Linked DNA regions of Mus musculus: region 2 is linked to region 1. Evidence: chromatin contacts called from public HiChIP or PLAC-seq data. All regions are on one chromosome and are shown on one strand. Each heading gives the region's core, a stretch centred on a gene start, on an enhancer-like site or on the middle of the called end of the contact. The rest is flanking DNA. Distances are from core to core; before and after follow the strand shown. Region 1 holds the start of Uaca (uveal autoantigen with coiled-coil domains and ankyrin repeats). Region 2 holds the start of B930092H01Rik (RIKEN cDNA B930092H01 gene).

Region 1 (5,226 bases), core at 1,849-4,348:
ATCAAAACAACCCCTTTCAACATAAGGATTGCTATGACCATAACGAATCACAACAAATAGCTAAGAGTGAATCTTAGACGTTTTGTGAAAGGCCTCAGTTTCCTGGGTGTGAAATACATAAACAAGTCAACAATGCACAGAAAGGTTAAAAAAGATGAACCTTGCAAAAGATGCAGGAGGCTCAGGACACCAAAAGAGAGTAAGTTCACTCACAAGGGAAATCCAGATCGAAAGGAGCACTAGCTAGGAGCAGTCTGTGAGAGGACTCAGTGAGTAAAAGGGCTAGCCACCAAGCCTGACCTGAGTTCCATCCCCAGGATCCACACGGCAGGAGACTCCTGCTCGCTGTCCTTTGGCCTCTGCATACACACTCTGACACACTTGTGCCCATACACAAGCAAACACACACGATAGATAGATAGATAGATAGATAGATAGATAGATAGATAGATAGGTAGATAGGTAGATAGATAGATAGACAGACAGACAGACAGACAGACAGACAGACAGATATTTTTTTAAAAATTAAAGTATCAGGATACACTGTATCTTACCTATCAGACACATGTGCTGCTATTGAGAGAGAGACAGAGACAGAGAGAGACAGAAAGACAGAGAGAGAGAGAGACAGTGTGTGTGTGTGTGTGTGTGTGTGTGTGTGTGTGTGTATCTGCTGAGATGTGCTTCCTCTGGAAGGGCATGAAGGCAAATAATAACCCTAGAGGCTTCTGAAGAAGGTGGGGGCTGAAGGACAGAGATGAGAGCCTGACAGTCTGACAGACCATTGTAAATATTTTTGTTCCCGGAAGACATTAAATATCCTGGATTTATTCAAAAAGGTTGAAAGGCAAAAAGAGAGATGAAGAGAGCAGCCTAGTCAGAAACATACACACACACACACACACACACACACACACACACACACACACACACGCGCGCGCGCGCGTACAACCAAACCAGAGATAGAGATTCTGGGCTGTATAGGTTGAAAAGCTACAGGGTCTGTTCTTCCCGTTCACCCACATTATCCTGCTGGTGCGTGGCTGGTTTAGCTAGCCCCTTTCATTTAAAAAAAAAAAAAAAAAAACCCCACGGAATATATTCTGCACCTTAACAAACTGAGAAGTGTGTGTTGCTTCGGAAAGAACAGTTTTTGCACCACGCATTTTAACTGTTAGGGTGTTATTTTGAGAAATGGCAAAATGCTCAGTTTAGTGTGTACTGAAGACAAACTCAAGAGAGACTCATGCGTGTCAAGCCAACGCGGCGCATACTGAATCCAGCAGCAGCAGCAGCAGCAGCTACAACCTCAGGGCTTCCTCCAGGAGAAATTCAGCTGCAAGTCTGGAGAAAGGCAGATCTTCTGCTAGGGAATGGGGAAGATGCTGATCTGTAACCATGGCTACCCCAAAACACTATGTTTTTCTGACAAATATTTTTTTTTAAGCCAAGCAAAAGAAAACCTTTTCCCCATGACTTTACCAAACAAATTCAGGCGTGGTCAAACATCAAAGAGCAAGCCTGCTGTCCGAATCTACTGTCATTTCTTTCTCTGCCCCACACAATCCCACTTTGTTTGTTTGTTTGTTTGCCTGGTTTTGAGTCACGCTTTCATATAACCCAGACTGGACTCCAACTCCCTACATAGCCCAGACTGGCCTTGAATTCGTGATCCTTCTGCCTCTGCCACCCAAATGCTGGGATTACAGACAAGCATCACCACACCCAGACTCCAAATCATTTTTTCAACTTTTTTGTTTTTGTTTTTGTCGAGACAGGGTTTCTCTGTATAGCCCTGGCTGTCCTGGAACTCACTCTGTAGACCAGGCTGGACTCGAACTCAGAAATCCGCCTGCCTCTGCCTCCCCAGTGCTGGGATTAAAGGCGTGCGCCACTACGCCCGGCTCTACTTATTTTTTTTAAGTCTAGTTTCGCCAGTTTCCTTGAAGGCCAACTAAACTACTACTAAAGGTAATCCTTCAGAAAGACACCGATCTGAATAAATTCAAAACCAGGCACAAATGAATTTGTATTCTCATAGAAAGCATATAACCCCTAACTAAAATCTGTATAAAATTATAAAAGTCCATTTTAATTACGAACATCGGGCAATTTGCACATTCCATTTCCTCTGTGTTTGACTCTGCAAGACTTTTAAAATAGAACTTCCTTAATAGCAGAATTTTGATGAGACGGCCATTCTAACCTGCCAAATTATCCAAGTTCCAACATCTGCAGTCAGGATGTTTCCCAAGATTTCTGCTCTCTCTGCCAACTTACAGAGAAGCCTCACAACTCCGCTTCTCTCCCGCCGCACACCGAGGCCAGGCTTCAGCTCGGCACCCACGTTACGCACCCACCTGCCCCACCTGGGATTTACTCTGCCAACAGGACAATCACCTTCCCGACTTCGCCATCTCCAGGGTCAAACACAAGCGGGGCTTTGTCTGCATTCGAGAGATCCCTATTCTCGCCCAGCCTGGCTGAGAACCAGACTTCCCCTGTGACAGCCTCAGCGGAGGACACATAACTTCTCTCTCTCAACTCAGGCACGGCTGAAAGCCGCGGAGCCTGGTGGGTCCGGAGTCCGCACCGGCTGCACCGGGTGGAAGACAGGAGCCACCTGGCCCCGGTATCGCGGGCGCCGAGCGCGATGGGACAAGCGAAGAGCAGGATGGCACCACGGGAAGACAGAGAGGGGGTCCCCCCGAGGAAACAAGTGGGAATAGGGTACTCCGCAAAGGTCAAAGTGAGAAGGGGACGTAGGACTTCTCCGCGAATCTCAGATCTGCCGTGAGGGACGCAACAGAGAGGGTCCCCGAGGTCCCCGCCTCAGGAGCTGCTCACCGTGCTGGCCACCGCGGTGGGCGATGAGGGTGACGTGGGGCCGGGCGCGTCCTGCTTCCACAGTCGGGACTTGAGGCTCTTCATGGCCACGGCTCTCAAGGGTCCGGGTTCCCACCAGATTGCGGGCTGCGAGGGCAAGAGCCGGAGCTGCTGACGCCCCGGAGCGCGCGGGGCCCGCCCCACCTGCCACCTGGGGCCCCGGGGGCCTCGCTCAACCGGGTCCCTCCGGCAGCCAATCGGGCCCGTCTCCTGGCTGGGGTGGGGTCGGTTCTGACCAATCGGAAACCGGGAAGGGGGCGGGACTTCCCTTTTAAACTTCGTAACACTCTTCCTCTCCCCTCTGGAGGAAAAGTTGGGGAACTTCAGCTATGCAGCGTGTAGAGTTGTGCTACTCAGTGAGCGGAGGCACAGCGCCGGCTTCTGGCCTGTGGTTCCTGCACACTTGGGTGGTCTAAGGTTAGAGAAATCCAGCCTAGACCGGTTCTTATCTCCCCAGGCTCCCCTCTTCTTCCCATTCGCGAGCCCATTATAGGCTAAACATATCTTCCTCCTATCGGGTCCCGGCTTACCTACCTACAAACCAGCTTGCAGGGGCAACTTCCCATCCAGGATCTTCATGAGAACACACGACTCCAGGACCACAAGTCTAACCGCCACACACATGGGGATCTCTGAGGCCAACAACAAGCCTGTAAGAAAAGGGAGCTGCTTTTTCAGATGGACAGTTAACAGACTAGGGGTCAGTTTCCGCAGTGCTGCTGGAGAGATAGCTTAGCAGTTATGGTCACTGGCTGTTCTTGTGGAGGACGGAGATTCGAGTCTCAGGACCTACGTGGCAGCTCCCAAATGTCTTTATCCTCAGTCCCAGGAGAGGTGATGCTCTCTTCTGGCCTCCGTGGTTAAGTGTTAGTGCACTGCTGTGGAGGAAAAGATGGAACAGAGTATCGTCAATAAAACTTCACTTGTAGCCAAAAGTGAGAAAAGAAATTGACCAAAAGGGACTGGAAGAAGTTGAAGATAAATATAACTGAAATATATTGTATATGAAATTCTCAAAAAATGTAAAATATTATGTTTTTAAAGTGCTTTGTTCTTTTTGTAGACACAACAGGCATAAGTACACAAGGCATTAGCTCATCTGACTCAGAAGTCTGAACCAAGAAAAACTATTTAAGGCTGGGATAAGAACACTGTCTGTCAAACAACAACTACTAATGTCATGTCAACAGGAGGCTTCAAAAATCTTCCTTGGAGTGAGATTTTCCCCGGCAAAATGTTAATTCTCACACACATGGAAAGACAAACAGCCTGAACTCCTCACAAAGGCTCTTTTTGTCTCTAAGGGCAGTTCTTTCTAAAGCTTTCCCTTAGAGTGGCTCTAGTCTTTATTGTAAAAGTGAGGAAGTCTTCAGAACTCTCCTGAAGATACAGTGTTCAGAGACCATTGATCCTCAGCAGAAAGTCAGTAACAGAGAGAGAGAGACAGACAGACAGAGAGAGAGAGAGAGAGAGAGAGAGAGAGAGAGAGAGAATGGGAAAATGGCTAAAGTTTCTCTTGGTTAAACTTAAGGAATCTTGCGCCCCCGCCCCCCCCCCCCCGGAAGATCCACAGCTGGTCTGACTTGGCTGACTGTGATCCAGCTGTTTGTGGGGGCAGGTTCCCTCTGTCTTCACTGCTAACAGAGAAAGCCAGCATTATCTCATGCTGGACTCCTAGGGAAACTTCCTGGACGGATGGCCGTTGTCCCAGTTTCTAGTTCTCACCTTGCCCATCACAGCAAGTGACTAACTGATAGCTCATCTTGGTTGTCAACCTGACACACCTGGGAAGAGGCAACCTCAGTTGAAGGACTGCCCCCGTCATCTTAGCATGTGACCATGTCCGTGGGACATTTTCTTGATTCCTAGTTGACGAGGGAGGGCCTGGCCTATGATGGGCAGTGTCATACCTAGGCAGGTAAGCCTGAGCTGTATAAGGTAGAAAATATAAGTCTGGAAGCAAGCCAGTAAGCAGAGTTCCTCCATGGCCTCTGCTTCAGTTCCTGCCTCCAGATTTTTGCCTTCAGTTTCTGCCTTGACCTCCCTCAAAGATGGACAATTACACGTAAGCCAAATAAACCCTTTCTTCCCTACTTGTTTCACAACAGAAAGCAAACTTAAATCCTAACCATTACCAAAAAGGCTGACACAGTAACCTCCTGTGCTCTAAACTCCTCAGGTAGAATCTCAGGGTGGCAGTGTATGTTTGTAAACCAGCATTTAGGATGGTGTATTAGTTACATTTTATTTGTTGGTAAAACATCAAGCCAAAGTGACTTATAGAAGAAATAGTTTATTGGGGAATTAGGGTTCCAGAGGGTTAGAGTCCATGATGATGCT
Region 2 (4,721 bases), core at 1,572-4,071, 500 kb before region 1:
ACACTCTGCACGCCCAGCCTAGGGCTCGCCTTCTCCAGCAGCTTCTGGCCGTTCATCTATGCTCCCCACCCCCCAGCCTCCATCATGACTATGTCAGCAACCTTGATCCCTCTCTCTTGAGTCCTCACACTGGACCTCTCTAAGGGAACAGAATGCCCAGTCATGCAAAGCCTGGATCCAGAGTGCAGAGCCAACCTCAGCCTTTGTTCTCAGTTGTCCTTCCAGTCCCCAGACTACCATAGGTACATGTGTTCTTTCATGCTGACTTTGGACTGTCCCCAGTAATCCGTTCCTTGGATGTATCCCTCCTAGCTTGTTGCCCAGGTCCTCTGTCCTCTGCTGGCTACAGGCGGGTGTCTTCTCACTTATCTCTGAGCAGCTGTCCTTACACCCGCTGTGCTGGTTAGTTCCTGTCAACTTGACACACACTAGAGTCACCTGGGGAGGAGGGAACCTCAGTTGAGAATTTGCCTCCATCAGATTGGCCTGTGGGCATGTCAGTAGGGCATTTTCTTAGTGGTTAATTGACGTAGGAGGCCTCAGTCCACTGTGGGCGGCACGATCCTTAGGCAGGTAGGTCTGGACTTTTTTAAGAAGAGTGAGAATTGTAAGCTAAATAAACAGTGGAAAGTGAGTTAACACTCCTATCCCAGGCTCCCACGATTATAGTCAATAATGGTTTCTTTCTGGTATGCTAGTCTTGGACCGCCTTGCTTTATGTCATGCTCTCAAGATGTTCTGAGCCTGGATTTTCTACCTTATCCCATCTTCCAGGACCAGCTCAGATGCCACATGCTTCATAGCAAGGCCTCCTAGGGCTCACAAGTGAAATACCTCTGCCAACCCTTCAGCACTCTGTTGAAGAGTGACCTCTTGCCAGCCAGTGTAGCCCACATTGAACCCGTGTTTCCGAGGCTCTGTTGCTTGCAAAGGTCCTGACCATCAGGCCCATCGAAATCTGTCAGTACCCTGACCAGTGGCGGGGTGCTTCTCAGATGAACTTCAGTGATGCTCTGGGTGATGGGTGTGTGTATGTGCGTGGGGTGTAAGTGAGAAATGGGGTTGTATTCGGGCTTCTGGAGGGAACTACAGGGCTCAGGGGATAGAGCCGGTGCTTGCTAAGTGACTTGAGCACCAGAGGAGCCTCAGCCAAGCAGGGTGACCTGGTGACCTGTCTGTGAGGCAGAAGAGAACTAGATGTCCTGAAGCCAACAGAACTATAGGAACTACTTCCTGCCCAGGTCCCAGTGAAGTGATAGGAGGGGACAGGTGTGAGTAGCAGTCCCCTCAAGCCAGGGTCTGGGCCAAGTATGGGAAAGGTGTTTTCTCCCAGGGCTGACCTGGCAGCGCAGGGCTATGACTCAAGGGCCACCTTGAGAAATACTAGCTGGGTTTTTCCCAGCTTAGGGAGGTCCAGGAGCAATCCCTGGAGCACATGGCCGAGGGCCAGCTAGGCCACAGTCCCTACCCTCTGCTGCAGCGCTGAATATCATTCCCAGGGCCCACTCTGGCTATTGAAGCCTTTGCTTCCCACTTGGCTTGTCTCCCGCCTCAGCCACTGAAGTGTTCTTCCTCAGTTCTCAGCTACAGAGACGGGGACTTTCTCCCAGGAATGTGTCTGTTCCCCCCCCCCCCCCCCCCAGAATCATTCCTCTCCATCAGTTTATGGATGCTGGTCCAATGACCTGGATGCTAGACCACTGGAGGCAGAGAGTGTGGAGGCAGAGTTGCTCTCCATCGGCCAAGAGCAGCCAGGTCTGCCGCTTTCCCTCAGCTTCAGGGGAACTGCTTGGCATCTTAGGAAAGCAATGAACTGGGAATCAGGACATCTAACCCCTGGTCAGGCTTTGACCTGTTGTTCTAAGGCAGAGGAGAGCCAGACAACCTGAGGCCAACAGAACTCTATGAGCTACTCCTTGCATGGGTCCCAGTGAGATGGTAGGAGGGGACAGGTATGGGTGGCAGTCCCTTCAAGGCAGAATTTGGGAGGGGTGTTTTTTCCCAGGAGGTCCCCTTCCTCTGAATCCTAGCCATCTCTCCATACTCATCAGAAGTGTGGAGGTTTGGGGCTAGGTGTTCTCAACAGGCCCAGCTTATACAGTTTCAAAGCACCTTCCAAGAAAGAGAGCAACAGTCACCAGAGGTTAAGAACAGTACTCACTCAGAGAGGTTCAGGGCAGGAGTGTTGGCTGTGAAAGTATGAGGACCTGGGTTCGATCCCCAGCACCCTGGTAAAGGCAACTATGGTGTTACACATCTTTAATCTCAGTGCCGGGAAGATGGAGAGAAGATCCTTGGAACAGCCTAGCAGAGTTTGCAAGTTCAAGACTAGTGAGAGATCTTGATCCAAAGAACAAGGTAGAGGGGTTCCTGTGCAATGACCTCTGGCTTCCACAGAGGACATGTATACATACATATTCACATGTACTCACTCACACACATGCACACATATTCACACATCAAGCCACCCATACCCAGCAAAACCCCTATTGGGTTCAGTCTCCCATGCTGAGCCCATCCTCTTCTGAGGGACCCAGACTGTAGGTCTTCCAGAGAGTTGGTGAGTTAACCCCATGTTCTGTCTTTAGATTGGCTTCAGGAAGACTGTGGGCCAAGGCTGGCCGCCACCTCCTCCTAAACTAAAACTCAGCCGTCTGGGTCGAAAGACTACACTGTGTCCCTGGGCATGCTCCACATTTCCTCCCCAGCTGGCAGGGAGGGCACAGGCAGTTTCACACACTGAGATCTTGGCTCCCCAATGGGCAGCCTCCCTGAGGCGAGAGCCTGGCTTTCCTATTTTGGCCTAGGGCAGCCCCAGGCACAATCCACAATCGGTTCCCTGAAATGATGCTGGTGACTGAAGTGAGTGGTAGGTGGGGTCACCCCCTCTAGTCGGAATGGGTGTGCTTCTGGAACCTTCTGCTTAAATGGTTTCTGACAAAGCCTGAGAGGCAGGGGGAGGGGCCGCCTGCCTCTCCTAAACTACATTGTTCCTAATGGGCTGTGTTCTCGGCTGATGAGAGAGATGTTCAACAGAAACCTGACAGAGAAGGCTACAGACTCAGGGATGAGTGAGTAATTAGACGCTAATTAATTTGCATTTCACAAGAGAATCAGGGATGTTAAGGGAGGAAAAAAAACCCTGCAAAGATTAAAGGCCTCATGTAGAAGGAAAATCTGGGACAAAGGGCCGGTGGAGCAGCCGTAGCTGAGGGGGGGATGTCAGCGGGAACAGGTGGCCATGTGGGCATTCAATGGAGCAGGTGTGGCTGTAGCCAGGGAGGTCAGAAAGGCCTGGGTTTCCTGCAGTGCTCAGGACTGTTCCACAGACTACCCTGAGCTGCCTGCTGGGAGTGTGGCTAAGTGCTCCCCTCCCCCCAGGCTGGCCTCAAACTTCTGAGTAGCTGAGAATGGAATCAGCCTGAACTTCTAATCCTCCTGCCTCCTCCTCTTCCTCAAAGACTGAATTACAGGCATGTGCTATCATGACTGGTTTATGTAGTCCTGGGGATTGAACCCAAGGACTCATGGATAAAAGGCGAGAACTCTACTAACTGAACCACGTCCCCAGCTTTGGTGGGAGAGACAGCAAATGACATGTGTAAAAAAAAAAAAAAAGAAGTTTCTGTCTCTTAATCTTCTCTGTAAAAGATGCAAAAACGGTGGTTTTATAATTAAAGTTATTTAAATCTTATATTTTAATGGCATTTTTTTTTTTTTTTTGGAGACAGGGTCTCTTTATGCAGTCTGGCTGTCCTGGAATTCACTCTATAGTCCAGGCTAGCTTCCAACTCAGAAATCCACCAGCTCTGCCTCCCAAGGGCTGGGATTAAAGGTGTGCGCACTCACACCTGGCTCCTCTTTTAACAGGGCTGTAACAAAGAGATCAGTGCTGCCTTTGGCCTCTGGACAAGTGACTGCTTCTCAAAACAGAAGGTAGGAGGCAAGTGAGGTGGCTCAGAGGGTGGAAGAGTCACGTGTTCCACATGCCATCCAGAAACACCCTGCTCACATGTGTAGCAGGTGGGCAACCTGCAACTCTTGTGTCTTTGAATTCCTGCCCTGGCTGCTTTTGCCTCTCTGGAGCAGCCTGCACTTCATTTCAGAGCAAGACAAGGGTGTCGCAGTTATCTAGATGTTGCTGTAACAGACTATCTGAGACTGGAGAATTTATAAAGAAAAACGTTTACTTAAGTTATAATCCTGGAAGCTGGAAGCTCAGAACTGGGCAGCCACGTGCAGCTGAGCCATGTGGTGGTTGTGAGCAGACACCTGTAGAAGGGACAGAACCAATGAAGCAGACTTGCTTGCAACGGCTGGCTTTCTGGAAAATGAGTCCGGTCCAGGGAGAAAGACATTCATCTCTTTTTGACCACTCACCCCTGTCTTAAGGCTCACCTTCTAATACCTCCACAGCAACAACCACATTTCAGCATGAGGCCTTGTGCAAAAGAGCATGAGTTTGATCCCCAGAACCCCTAGAAAATAAATACACTTGTAAGCCCAGGGTTAGGGAGGCAGAGATAGGCTGACCATGGGGCCAACTGGCTAGGCAGCTTGGCTTATAAGGAGTGACATTCAAACTTAACCTCTGGCCTTAATAAACACACACATACACACACACACACACACACACACACACACTCACGGGATGGCCTGATGCTTCCTGCCACTCCCTGGCCTAATCCAATTGATTGTCTATTCACCAACTCTTTCCCATA

Evidence for each region. HiChIP or PLAC-seq counts read pairs in DNA pulled down with a chosen protein or histone mark.
Region 2: a FOXA1 HiChIP or PLAC-seq map of pancreatic cancer cells shows a contact between it and region 1. The contact joins the promoter of B930092H01Rik here to the promoter of Uaca in region 1. A contact is called at or near these places in 2 of 115 datasets of contacts at active chromatin or transcription factors (extraembryonic endoderm stem cells and pancreatic cancer cells) and 1 of 9 other capture datasets (pancreatic islet).

Annotation. Positions count from the first base shown.
Region 1 is chr9:60,792,314-60,797,539 of GRCm38.p6, reverse strand. Uaca (uveal autoantigen with coiled-coil domains and ankyrin repeats) reads right to left here and starts at 3,098. Exons shown (of 19, transcript NM_028283.3): 1 at 2,848-3,098. The coding sequence starts at 2,931.
Region 2 is chr9:61,291,909-61,296,629 of GRCm38.p6, reverse strand. It overlaps B930092H01Rik (RIKEN cDNA B930092H01 gene), which reads left to right and starts at 2,821. Exons shown (of 5, transcript NR_045334.1): 1 at 2,821-2,862; 2 at 3,871-3,936.